2 separate regions of the Mus musculus genome follow, and region 1 is linked to region 2. Evidence: chromatin contacts called from public HiChIP or PLAC-seq data. All regions are on one chromosome and are shown on one strand. The core of a region is the stretch at or near the end of the contact, and the rest is flanking DNA. Distances in the headings are between cores, read along the strand shown. Region 1 overlaps Kif13a (kinesin family member 13A). Region 2 overlaps Cap2 (CAP, adenylate cyclase-associated protein, 2 (yeast)).

Region 1 (6,516 bases), core at 2,164-4,663, 110 kb after region 2:
TTTAATTTTAGGACCCTTCCAAAGAAAGGAAAAGTGAGCAGAAGCCGGGCGTGGTGGCGCACGCCTTTAATCCCAGCACTCCGGAGGCAGAGGCAGGCGGGTTTCTGAGTTCGAGGCCAGCCTGGTCTACAGAGTGAGTTCCAGGACAGCCAGGGCTATACAGAGAAACCCTGTCTCAAAAAACAAAAACAAACAAAATACAAACAAAAAAAGTGAGTATAAATTACTTGAAAAAAATTACCAGTCTTAAAGATAAGTATCAAATATCACATGATAAAAGTTTTTGAAATTAACAAAACAAAATTTTTGACAAGGGCATACTCGTTTTGTCCTTGTATCTTCTTTGTTTGTTTTCTTTTGAGACAAGTTTGACTGTCTAGCCCTGGCTGGCCTGAAATTGCTACATAGACCAGGTTGGTCTGGAACTCATGGAGATCAGCCTGACTCTACTTCCCCAAGGAAGAGATTAAAGGTGTGTGCCATCAGACTCAGCTATTACCCTTGTATCCCAATTGTTAGATGCTTTTAAAATTAGGTAGCTTGCTTGCTTCCTTCCTTCCTTTCTTCCTTCCTATCTGTATTTCTTTCTTTCAAAGTAGGGCCAATGACATGGCTCAGTAGGTAAAGGTGCTTGCTGCCAAGCCTGAGGACCTAAATTCAATCCCTGGGGTGCACAAGGTGAAGAGAGAACTAATCCCTGCAAGCTGTCCTCTCATCTACACACACACACACACACACACACACACACACACACACACACACACACACACGTGTGCTGTGGCATGTACACACCACACACAGGCTTGCACACACAACTAAATCAATATCATGCATTTGTATTTTAAAAACTGGTGGTTGTAGTTTGAATGACTTTGTAGTTTGAAAACAGCCGTGTTGTAGTTTGAATGTCAACAGTCCCCATAGGTTCATCCAACTGAATGCCTGATCCTCAGTTGGTGAGACTGTGTGGGAAGGGCTGGGGGTGTGGCTTTGTGGAGGAGGTAGTGTGTCACCAGGGGCCAACTCTGAGGTTTCAAAAGACTCATGATACCTGAAGCAAGTTCTCTCTGCCTCCTGCCTGGGGTCTGGGATGTGAGCTCTCAGCTCTTCCTGCCCATCTGTCTTGTCTTGCCAGTATGGATCCTAACTCTCTAAAATTGTAAACCCAAGTCAAGGATTTCTTTTATAAGTTCCCTGGGTCCTGGTTCTCTATCATAGCAACAGAAAAGTGACCAGTACAGGCTGGGAGGAGTGTCTCTCTCTTGGTAAAGGACTAGTTGGCATACACAAGGCACCTAGTTTGTTCACTAGCATTATGAAGACATAAAGCAAGCAAAACCAAAAAAAAAAAAGCCATGTATATGGGATGGCGTGTTCTTCCTCTGGGCTGTGATGCTGATAAAAAACAAAAACAAGAAAACAAAACAAAACAAAACAAAAAACAGAGGCTGGACAGATTATCTCAAACACCCACCCTTTCCTGTATTTTTTAGATTTTTTTGTATTCATTATACTTAGACTGAAAGTTGAATTTCAAGTTTTACTACTCCTTTTTTTTTTAATTTAAGCTTAAAAAAATGTAATTTTCCAAGCCCAAGAGTACCCAATATAATTGGTCACCAAAAAAATTTGTTGTACAAGAAAAAGCAATTTTGCAAATGAGGATTAAGGGTCTGGGGAACTTGCATCTTTCTAAAGTATTGTTTGCCGATGACATAAGCGACCATTAGTTTAATGTGTAGAAATGGGTAGAAATGTGGCAAACTTGGGAAGTAAAAATTATTCCTAAAGGCTGAGAATGAGTTGGGAAACATGAAGCACCCATGAACTCTAGGAGATAAATAAGTAAATAAATAAATAGGAATCAGGCTAACGGGATAAGGACAACTTATGCCAGGAAATAAAACCAAAATCCTCAGTAAGTATTCAATGTCTTCTAACATTTAAAAGGAGACTAAAAGTTTGCTTGAGAAATGTTTTCAAGGAGGGAAAAAAAAAAAAGGTTTCTGGCTCACAGTGCACAGTGGGGACTTTAGTTAGATAGCATATAGCACAGTGTGCTCATTTAACACCAGATCTTAAAGGGCACTGAACTGAGTCCCTTACTTACTACAGATGGCTTACGAGCAAAAGAAAGGTTACAACCCTTAGAGCCTGACCCAAAGGCGGAACACCGGGTCAAACGCTCGGCTTCTCTGAAGCTCTCATCTTTGCGCGTTTATTTTTTGCCCCATTTAACGTATGAAGGTGATATTTATCCATAGACAAAGTACTTTGATTTTTTTAAAGAGAGGGACCCTTGGTAGGGAGCGTTCCACAGGGAATGTAATTTCTGCGGTCACTATAGTCGGCTTGTGGAGGGTTACCAGAAATGGCTACCAGCACAGCTATGCATCCCCCTCACCCCCGGGGGGCTCTGAGGCAGAGCGCAGACCTGCACTCAGGATGTGAATCTCTCTGTCTTATGCTTCCAGTAACCAGGACTTGGGGCAAATTGCTCAATCATCCCAGACCTTTGTTTCTTCAGTGAAATGAGAGGAGAAAGCCACGTTGCCTGCAGGACCAGAGATGGGGACTGTGGATACAGGGGAAAGGGTCAACTTTCTTATTCCTATTCCCTAGGCCTCATGACTTCAGAAAAGACGAGCTCAAAGCTGCTCCTAGTGGTGCCCGTGTGATATCCCAACTACTTGGGAGGTTGTGGCAAGAGAATTTTAAGTCTGGGGACTGCCTTGGCTACACAGTGAGACAGCCTGGGAAATTTAGCAAGAATTTGTTTCAAAACAATTAAAAAAATAAAGCGCAAAGGATATGGCTCAGGGACAGAGAGCTCGCCTGGCAGAAGCCCTGGGTCTAATACCCTGTACCGCGATATGAGATAAAAATAAAAGCCTGGGGGGAAAAATGCTGGGTTTTTTTGTTTGTTTGTTTTTTGTTCTCCCCCCCCCCCCTTTTAAATCTTATTTATACAGGATAAGGCATATGCCTGTATATCTTTTTAAGTGATCAGACACAAGCTACAAGAGTCAGTCATAGCCAAGTTTGGTGGCATAAACCTGCCATCCTGTACTCAAGTGGCTGAGGCAGGAGGGTTGCAAGTTAAAGACCATCCTGGGCTCCATACTGAGACCCCGTCTCAGAAAACAAAGAAACAAAATAAAACAACAACAACGATGACAAAAAGGAAGGGAATAGCTTATGTCAATTTATGAGAGGGGAAATAAAATAAAAGCTTTCCCAAGAAAATAAAAGCCCCCAGCTCAAACAAGCGAGCCACGTAGACTACCAAAACATTCCGGAAGACCCGCCAAAGAGAACATAGTGCAACCGCCCCAAGCGCAGTGCGCATGCGTAGTAGGCATGCGCAGCAGTTATGCCTCTAAGGCCAGCAGAGGCAGCCTTCTCTAGTCTTGTTCCCGGAACAAAAAGATACCAGTCAACCCTGCTCAGCAGCCGTACATGATGCATTTGGTCACACAGTGCCCAAGTACTGCTCAAGATGTCTTGGGTCAAAAGAATCTGGTGCGGTCCTCTACTCTGCCTGCTGAGATGGGCTTCGTTTTAAGCTCTTTAAAGGAAAGGCAGGAGAGTAACTGTGGGGCAAGCTGTGTGAACTGCACATCTGCGTGCTGGATAGCACTAGAAGGTGCTCCTGGCAGCCTCTGGAGGGTATTGGAGCAAAATAAATGGCTCTATCAGACACACATCCTGACAAGCTGAAGGGTAAAGGCACAGCCACTGGCCCTTTTAGTGCACCCAGTGATTTTCTACACTCAGAGAGGGGATGGTGAGGTTAAGTGGGGATGGCTCTTTAACATCCACGCAGGTGAAGGAACAGTCTCTGGCATGCTACCCTCTTCCCCATGAGGAGCTAGATAGAGCAGGCAAACAGAACTTAGGAACACGAGTGGCTAAGGAAGGGAATGGCTGCTCTTCCTCCCCTCGGTTAGGATCAGTAGTCACTGCTTCATGATCTAACTGCCTCTCTGAATGCAGATGAGCGGCCCCCTGCAGCATCAGCTGAATGCAGATGAGTGGCCTGCTGCAGCATCAGCTGAAGATGCAGTTAGTGTCTGCACAGCGCATGGCGCAACTAACGGTCTCACACTGATGCACCATGAGTGGGCCTGACCCTGGGAATAAGACTCCCCACACTGCTTAAGACAGCGGGTCATAGGCAGCAGCAAACATCAAACAGCTTCCTCTTGCCCAGGCTGGGTTTCCCCCCACCCCCTGCTCAAGCCTAGGAAGGCACAGGAGAGTGAAAACCATGAAATCACATCACATGATTCTTCCCAGACTTCCACACCTACAGGTTTAGAAAAAAAAATTGGTTTTAAATTGAGGTGTATCTTATAACGAAAAGTAACCAGGAACCATGGTGTTTGAAAAACTGGCATTTCATAGGTTTTGTTTCACTTTATTCATTTATTTGGAGACTGCTCACTCTACAGACCAGGCCGGCCTTGAACGTGTGATCTCAGGTGTGAGCCGCCCCTCCCAGCACTTAGAACGTGCAGCTTTGGAACCATGCTGGAGACCAAGGTTTTGCAGGCAGAGGTCTACCTTACTTGTGCTGAGTAACACAGATTCACCAATCTAAAAGCCAGGCCAAGAAGAACCAGGTTGGAATGTTTTGTCAGGTAGGTAAACAGAAGCTGCTGGTGCTGGGGGGATCGAGCTGAGGAAGGATGACTGGGCAGAGCAGCTACAAACTACACAGGTATCTTGGTAGCAGCCACACAAGAAAGCTTTCAAACACACCCACAACTAAGTGCGGGATTACTTACGCCAAGTAAATGCAATTCCTCTAGGTAGATTAACTTCAGAATCTGGGCAATGTGCGTAGACACATTAGAGAGATTTTGGTATTATTTAAACTGATCTTGCTGTTACACTTTTCTTTATAATGACCAGAGCCATCAAAGGTGCTTCCCCCCACTAGCTACGAAACTTAAGATGATGTGGAAAGGAGTTAAATAAAATAGCACACTTAGAGAGAGAGAGGGGGAAAAAATCACAGTTCAAGGTTGCACTCATGCAAAAACGGCATTACCAAGAGCAACACTTCATTTGTAAAGTCAGGACTCAGCACCTGTCTTAATTTCTTTGAAAGCATTTGGATGGCGGATTGGGAAAGGGCTTCAGACCCACCACCAGGTGATATGATAGAAACATTGCAGAACTTACAATCTTCTTCTCGGGTTTGCTACTGTGTTCTACTGGCATGCTGCTGCCATTGCTTCCTGGGGTTACAATGCAGCCAGGGTTATGTGCCTGGGATGGAGGCATGCTCTGCAAAGGTTAAGACACACAGATGCATCACACACAGGAGACGGTCACAGCCAACATGTCTACCAAGTACATGCATGTTAGAAAGAGCAACAACAACACTTTTATTACATGTGAAGGACACAGCAGCCAATGTTACGGGTCAGAGTTAAACTACAGGTAAAGTCTTAAAGGCGTGCACATACTCTGTGGCAAGGCAAGACATTAGTTTTATCAACAAGGGGACACATAAAGGCCTGTTACAGTTTCAAAATGCCTTTCGGGCACCTCCTTCTCTCTGGAAGGATACAAAAGACCAAAACGTCATTGCTACAGAGAAGCCAACCGTGGCAACAATAATTAAAACCTCCTGTCACAGCCCTGCATGCTTGAGAGAAAGGCTTCTGAGAAGGGGCTTAATGCATGCACAATTCCATGCAGCATCCAACACTCGACTGCCAACCACTGCTCTCTGAAGACTGCACCATTCCAAGCAGTGCTACACAGTAGAGAGAAGTCGAACATTTACCTCTTGGCTTAGGAGAGGTCTGGCTTCCAGGGCCAACCTTTTCTTATGCTCCTCTTTTACAGGCATGAGGGGTTTGAAGAACTTTGGTGGCTGAGGAGAGAACGCTTTAAAAGGGCTGACTGTTAAGGCATGAGGATTCTCTGATGGACAACCTGAGGAATACAAAGAGGGCATGAGTTTTCAGATAGCCGAGCATGGTCGCAGGCGCACAGGGAGCCAGGCCATTACACAGGCTTGGTCCCCAGCTCAATTCCACTTTTATACTGATGGTATCAGGAGGGGGCTAGCTTCATCAATGCAGACAGATGGCTGACTGGGCTGAGCTGCAGGGAACAGGGTCACTAGGCGTATGCCTCTGAATGGTGAGCTTTTGTCCGAGGATTCTCCTCTCTCCCTTCTTTCTTATATTTAATGGCTGAGCCATCTCTCCAGCCCTCTCCCTTCTTTCTTGAGGTGTGAAGCATTCACCATTATAGCCCCTTACCACTCTGGTGTTCTGCTCTGCCTCTGCTCCAAAGCATGAAGCAAGCCGACCCTTGATCAAAACCTTTGAAGTCGTGAGTCCAAACAAACCTTTCTCAGGTGAGTTTTTCTAAGGTAGTTTGTCCTAGCCATGGAAAGTAAGCACCCGCAGCCATGATGCTATCAGATACAACAGCAAAAACAGTATGTGTGTGCGCGCATTTAGTTCAGCCTCCCAACGGCTGAGGGACGAG
Region 2 (6,685 bases), core at 3,563-6,062:
GTAGGATCAGAATTGAATTTTCAGAAACAAGAAAAAGTCTGTCATTTTGATTTTGTCAAGTCGGCTTTTACAACATACAAAGATCCAAAGGACTTCTGACTTTGGGCCAAGTCCAACTCCTCTCATTTGTTCTGCTATTTGCCGAGTGTTAATTACCCTTTACAATCTGGTGTTTCTGTGTGGTAATTGACAAAATTAGACTTCAGTTATGTAAATCTTTCTCTTTCCTGGGTTTCTCTCCATTCACACGTTTAATTAGAACTCACTTAATTGTATATATTACATTTGTCTATTTACCTTGTCATTTTAAGACGTTGGTTTCTGTTTATGCCCACTGTGTGGAAACAGCCCTGATTGGGGATCCTGAATCCTGGATAGGAATGCCAGCTCTACACATACATATCTGATATTCCCAGGAAAGGGGAGGTAATGCTATAACCAAATAAAGAATATCTCTTGGAAATCCTACCGCAAATGGCACATGTCATTTAGAAGAACTGCCATTGACACCAAAGCAAGAGGTTTCTTCCTGTCCTTATTTCTATTCAATAATGTCATGTATTAAAGATCCTAAGTCCTGCAATAAGATAAGAAAAATAACTAAAATAAATAAAATTGAAAAGGAAGAGATAAAAGTGTCTTTATATGATGGCAAAATGACTGTTTTATATAAAGGCCAATAAACTATACAGCAAGACAGCTAGATAGGTATACTATCAACAGAAAAAATTCATCATCGCCTGACACCACAAATACGTGTTAGGAAATGTAACACAGGATAAGATTCAGAATAGAAACAAAATGAAGGAGACCAAGTAATAAATCAACAAAACAGATGAAAGGTATTTATAAAGCACACAGAATAGTTGTGAATTAATGCACAAAAGAGACACCAGTACCATTTCTGTCTCTTTAGTCTGTAAGTAAGTCCAGCAAAACTCAAATATTTCAGCATTTTTTATTGAAGAAGAAGGAAGAAGAGGAGGAAGAAGAGTAGCTTGAAATTCACTTTGAAGCCAAGAGAGTGATTAGGAGGATCTGAATTTGGCTCCTCCTAAGCACCAAACTAAGCTGTCCCCAGCTCTGTAACTCCAGCTCCCAAGCATCTGGCATGCTCTTGTAAACTCTACCTGGTCCGTGACTCACGTGCACTAACCCACACCCAGACACAGGTGATACACTGAACTCAAAAAATAAAGTCTTTGAAAGACTAGACAAAATCATTTGAAAGTAGATGAACAAGGTGAATTGGGTCATCCTAAGGTGACACATGGTTGGAGATATTTGAAAAAGACGCCCCCCCCAAAAAAAAAAACCATAAAAACAAACAAACCGAAAAAGCAGAGTAGCAACCATGATGTAGATGGGTGTATACACTGAAATGGATTTGAGAACAGTTGGTTATTTATGTGGGAAAACAACACCAAGGAGCTGGAGAGGATGGCTCGGCAGTTAGGTGCACTGGCTGCTCTTGCAGAGGACCTAGGTGTGGTTCCCAGCGTTCTGGTTTTATTTCCCAACCATCTCTAAGTCTAGTCTCAGGATCTGCCGCCCTCTTGTGGCCACCACAGGTAGCGCACACACATGGTCTACAACACACATGCAGGCCAAAAACACCAATACAAATTAAAATTTTTAGTTAAAGGAAAAAATTAAAAATAAAACAACCAATGAATCCCCACTTCATGCCATACTTAAAAGTAAGGTTCCAAATTAAATACTTTCAAACATTTAGAACAACATACGGGGTGGGGTGGGGGGTGGGGAGCCTTCAGTTTCATGGTTCATGTGATTCAAAACCTCAAACCATAAAGAAAACTAGTGGTTAATCTAACCCCATTAAAGTTAAAATTCTAGACTGGGGATTGAGTTCAGTGGTGAAGTGTTCACATAGCATGGGTGAGGTCCAAGGTGTAACCCCCAGTACTGTGCCTGAACACACACACACACACACACACACACACACATACCACAACTTTCATAATATATATTCAACAGAAGATATGATATGCAAAGCTGAAAGACCAGATATGGATTAAGGAAAGATACTTGCAATGTAGATAATAAAAAGGATTTGCATCTAGAATATGTAAAGACACTAGCTAACACAGACTGAAAACTGAGACCCATGCTCTAATAGAAAAGCCAGAGAGAATATTAACACTTCAGAGACATAAAAGAGTGAACTGGCTGGCACACACATAGGAAGATATGATAGCGTGACAGAAGGAGGGGTGTAAATGAATACCACAGTCTCAGATTCTTGTCCAGGCTCATCTCTTTTGCATTCAGAATGTCCTTGATCTGTGCAGAGCCGCATCCACCGAATCTGACCTGTAAAGGATCTATAAGGGCAGGGCTGAGTGCGTGCTAATGTCAGGTGTGCAAGCGGTCATGGAAGTACCACACTGGGCTCCCTGCTACGCCCGAGTGACAGCGTGAACTTGGTACACTCACTTCAGGACAATAGGCACCAAGTATATATGCCACATCCACAGTCTGAGCCAGTATGCGCTTCTGTGCGTATGGTAAAGCTCTGGTCACAGATAGGGAAACATAGAACGCATGTATCGTGGTGGCATGGTAGTAGCAAGAGAGAGAAAAAAATATGTAAGTGTCCACCAACTGGACTATAAGTGTCCACCAACTACAACACTATTCAACAGTTAAAAAGAACAAGCTATTGTTACCAGCATTTTTTTAAAAGAGGTGGATTTTTAAAAACAGGTAAATTTTGTTTAAAGGGCATTGAGCTGAAAGGCTAAGTTATAGGATCATGCTATGTAATAGATCCATTTATTAAAAAATATAGAGTGTGCAAACCAATTCATATGTGAAGTCCACTTATGACATGCCAAGGCGTTCTCTTGGGCACTTCACCTAATAGATAGATCATAAGCAACAAACAAACAAAATTGTTTTTAAGATTTGTTTATTATATATAAATACACTGTAACTGTCTTCAGACACTCCAGAAGAGGGGATCAGATCTCATTACAGATGGTTGTGAGCCACCATGTGGTTGCTGGGATTTGAACTCAGGAAGAGCAGTCAGTGCTCTTAACTGCTGAGCCATCTCTCCAGCCTCTCCAAACAAGTCTTAAAAACAAGGACAAACAACAAAAGCCAGGAGAGTCGTTACTTACAAGGAGGAGGGAAGAAGGGGGAAGTGAGGGACAGTGGGGTGGAAGTACCCAGGGGACTTCCGTGACAGTGAGATCTTAGTTCTCAGGAGTTGGGGAAACAGCGGTTGAGTGTGTGCTACACACCTATAATCGCAGCACTCAGGAGGACTCTGTGCGCTTAGAGGCCAGCTTGCTCTGTACAGCAAGTTCCAGGCTAGTCAGGGCTGCAAAGTGAAACCAAGTCTCAAAAACAAACAAGCACAGTAAAGCTGGGTGTAACCGTGTACACCTGTGACCAAAGCCCTGGGGCGGTAGAGACAGGAGAAGGATCAGCAGTTCAAAGCCATCTTTGGTCCCAAAGTGAGTTCAAGGCCAACCTAGGTTACCTGAGACCCTATTAGAAGGGAAGGGAGGGAGGGAGGGAGGGAGGGAGGGAGGGAGGGAGGGAGGAAGGAAGGAAGGAAGGAAGGAAGGAAGGAAGGAAGGAAGGAAGGAAGGAAGGAAGGGAACTTTCAAACAAACCAAAAGGGAATTAGCTGGAATGCCACACTAATAAAGTTGTTGTAGAAAGTGTATGTATCTATTATTCTTTGTATGTTTCCATGCCTGAAGTATCTTGTTACATTTTTAAGGATGTGAACTGTGCACTGTGAACAGTTACCTCAGGAAGGGTGAACTACTGGTTGCCTGTGGAAGGAGCTACAAGGACCAATTCGGAGACAAGAGAAACGTTTGATGGAACACTTAGTGAATTTCTGAGTGCTCAAACCAAGAGAGTGCCATTACCTAGTTAAAGTGCCTAGTAAATTGTCTGAAAGGGGCCAGGGCACAACTGAAGCAGAAATCACTTACCTGCCTGGGGCTGAGATGGGGACCGACTGTAAGTGGCCATTAGTGATATTTTTAGAATAGTGGAACTATTCTAGAAGCAGCTTGTGGTCCTGATTGCACATCTCTGTACGTTTGTGAAATGGCATCCAACTGTACTCTCAAAAATGGGTGGTTCGTGTATACATAAAGATTGGGGAAGACAGACAACCATCATCAGTGGAAATTTTTCAAATTATTACTGAGAAATAATATCCATAAACCAAGCCTCTAGGAGTCGCTGGCAGCATCTCGCTTTCCTTAGCTAGGCTGGTGGTATCTGTGGGCTTCAGGCCGGCATGTAAACTCTTTTCATCATTACAACATAAAGAAATTTAGAAGTCATGAAAACATGTCTAAGCACATTTTTAAAACAAGCACATACATGCATGTACACACAGAGACACAGACACACATTCTCTCTCTCTCTCTCTCTCTCTCTCTCTCTCTTCTGTATATATACTATTTAACTCAGGCAGAGCCCTGCCTGTACCTGCCTGACCTTGAACGACTCAGCTGGACCTTTCTCTTGCTCTGGGCTTCAATTCCAACTCAGTCTCCAGTTTCTATGGAGCAAAGCGGGGAGAAGCCCAGTGACCGGCTAGACGCCCCACAAGGAATTCTTTTGGGCACCTGCACCCCAGACAGAAAGTGTTCCTTTGGTTTGCAAACTAAGCCTTTTCTTCAGGTTGAAAGGAGAGATGTCTTTATTGCTTTAATTACCATTACAAGAAGGAAACTTCTAGAGTAGTTATGAAGTCTTTGGGAGAATGCTAGATCCCTGTGGACATTGTGGGAAGGGTTGAAAACTGATTGTTAGAAGAGAAACTTAAAACTGATCTGAGTTTTTACGGGACTTAGATACTTGTAAGCAGTACAAAGCGCTGCCTCCTCTTGCTCAAGGGTTCCGATTATCTGGGTCAGCATCCTGAGTCTGAGCTCCTGAAATGAGTACGTTCTGAAACACCCAGACACCCATCTCATCTGAACTTCACCTTCTGCCTCTTACCCGGCAAATGGCTTCCATGAGAAGAATTGGAGAGTTTCTTGTTCGCTCTGAAGTTTGGGAACAATCTACTTGGCTTCTCTTCGAAATTAATCTTATTGTTCAGTGTCTGTATGGATATTTGTTCTAGCCCCAGTCTCAGAGATAACTGTCAAAACTTAAATTTTAAGCAAATGAATCCTGTTTCTCTTATCGTGAAATCAGAGAGGCGCTTCAGATTCACTAACGGGTTGCAGGGCTTTTCTGAACATTTTAGCTGCTGCCTCCAAATTAATCCCTTAATTTCATCTCAAGAAAGGGAAATCCTGCCTACTTAGGATTCCCCACCCCCCTTGTATAGTCCTTTCACTGTGTCCTCAGATGACACTTGCCCTGCACGTAGACACAGAGATACACACAGAGAGGGGAGTGGGGGAGAGAAAGGAAGACAGACAGACACAGAGAGCATGCTACCCCATAAGTCCAAAGCTAAACTCAGGAGTAACTCCAGAAGTACCTGCTTGGGAACATGGCCATTTTTAGTTCTTTGCTTCAGTCCCATTTTTTCCCCTTAGGTAATGGGGAGAGTACCAACAATCTCCATTAATAAGACAGAAGGATGCCACCTGTACCTCAGTGAAGATGCACTAGACTGTGAGATCGTGAGCGCGAAGTCGTCCGAGATGAATGTCCTGGTCCCTCAGGATGACGATTATGTGAGTACCTCCCAAAAGCCTGCCCAGAAAAGGCTTTGTGGTGTATTCATGTTAGCATTCTTAGAGAGGTGCCCATCAGCTGCCATCTCGGGAGCTTCATTTGAAGACAACGTAACAGGCAGGCAAGGGAGGGAGCCAAAATAGAATGCTCCTCTTTTTTTAAAAAAAAAATTATTTATTTATTTATTTATTTATTTATTTATTTTTATGTATATGAATGCACTGTAGCTGTACTGATGGTTGTGAGCCATCATGTGGGAATAAAGGTTTCTCGTTCCGGTCCGTCCCACCCACTTCAGCCTAGAAATTTATTTATTATATCTAAGTACACTGTAGCTGACTTCAGACACACCAGAAGAGGGCATCAGATCTCATTACAGATGGTTGTGAGCCACCATGTGGTTGCTGGGATTTGAACTCAGGACCTTCAGAAGAACAGTCAGTGTTCTTAACCGCTGAGCCATCTCGCCAGCCCTATAATGCTCCTTTTAACATAAGGGTCTACTAAGAAGCTCAATAGAAAGAGCTCAAAACTCTAAAAAAATAATAATAATAACCTAGGGTTGGATTGAGGAGCCTCACAATGGGGCCCAGAATCCAGGTTCTTTGTATATGCTATGGGGGAGTACATTCATGCCGTGACACACATGGAGTTCTGAGGAAAACCTCTGGTGTCAGTCCTAGCCATCCTCCACCTTATTTGAGACAAGGTTTCTTGTTCACCACTGCCTAAGCTTCTAGGGGTTATTCTCTCATCCCTCCATTTTATCATAGAAGGGCTGAAATTGCAGGCATGGTTTATGTATGGGTTTGGGGGATTCAAACTCAGGCCCTCCTGCTTGGACAGACAAGCACCTTGTCTACTGAGCCATCCATCTAGCTCCCCAGCCCCAGAATCTTGATTCTTAGCAGGCTCCCAAGTAAGTCCTCATACCATCAGCCCATTGAATCCTCCATTTAGAAATCCTAGCCCGAGGAATTCATCTGGCGCT

What was found. HiChIP or PLAC-seq counts read pairs in DNA pulled down with a chosen protein or histone mark.
Region 1: a contact with region 2 is called in an H3K27ac HiChIP or PLAC-seq map of embryonic stem cells, with 5 read pairs. The contact joins two enhancer-like sites. A contact is called at or near these places in 1 of 115 datasets of contacts at active chromatin or transcription factors (embryonic stem cells) and 2 of 9 other capture datasets (adipose tissue and liver).

What each region holds. Positions count from the first base shown.
Region 1 is chr13:46,755,473-46,761,988 of GRCm38.p6, forward strand. It overlaps Kif13a (kinesin family member 13A), which reads right to left. Exons shown (of 38, transcript NM_010617.2): 36 at 5,801-5,952. Among named protein-coding and RNA genes, the nearest start is that of Gm24620, 8.9 kb to the right of the region's middle. Within about 2 kb of position 3,414, at least 22 of the 459 cell types and tissues checked have an H3K27ac peak or open chromatin away from gene starts, as enhancers often do. A contact at or near this core is called in embryonic stem cells, where this site is marked.
Region 2 is chr13:46,640,974-46,647,658 of GRCm38.p6, forward strand. It overlaps Cap2 (CAP, adenylate cyclase-associated protein, 2 (yeast)), which reads left to right. Exons shown (of 13, transcript NM_026056.4): 12 at 5,553-5,693. Among named protein-coding and RNA genes, the nearest start is that of Fam8a1, 25 kb to the right of the region's middle. Within about 2 kb of position 4,813, at least 9 of the 459 cell types and tissues checked have an H3K27ac peak or open chromatin away from gene starts, as enhancers often do. A contact at or near this core is called in embryonic stem cells, where this site is marked.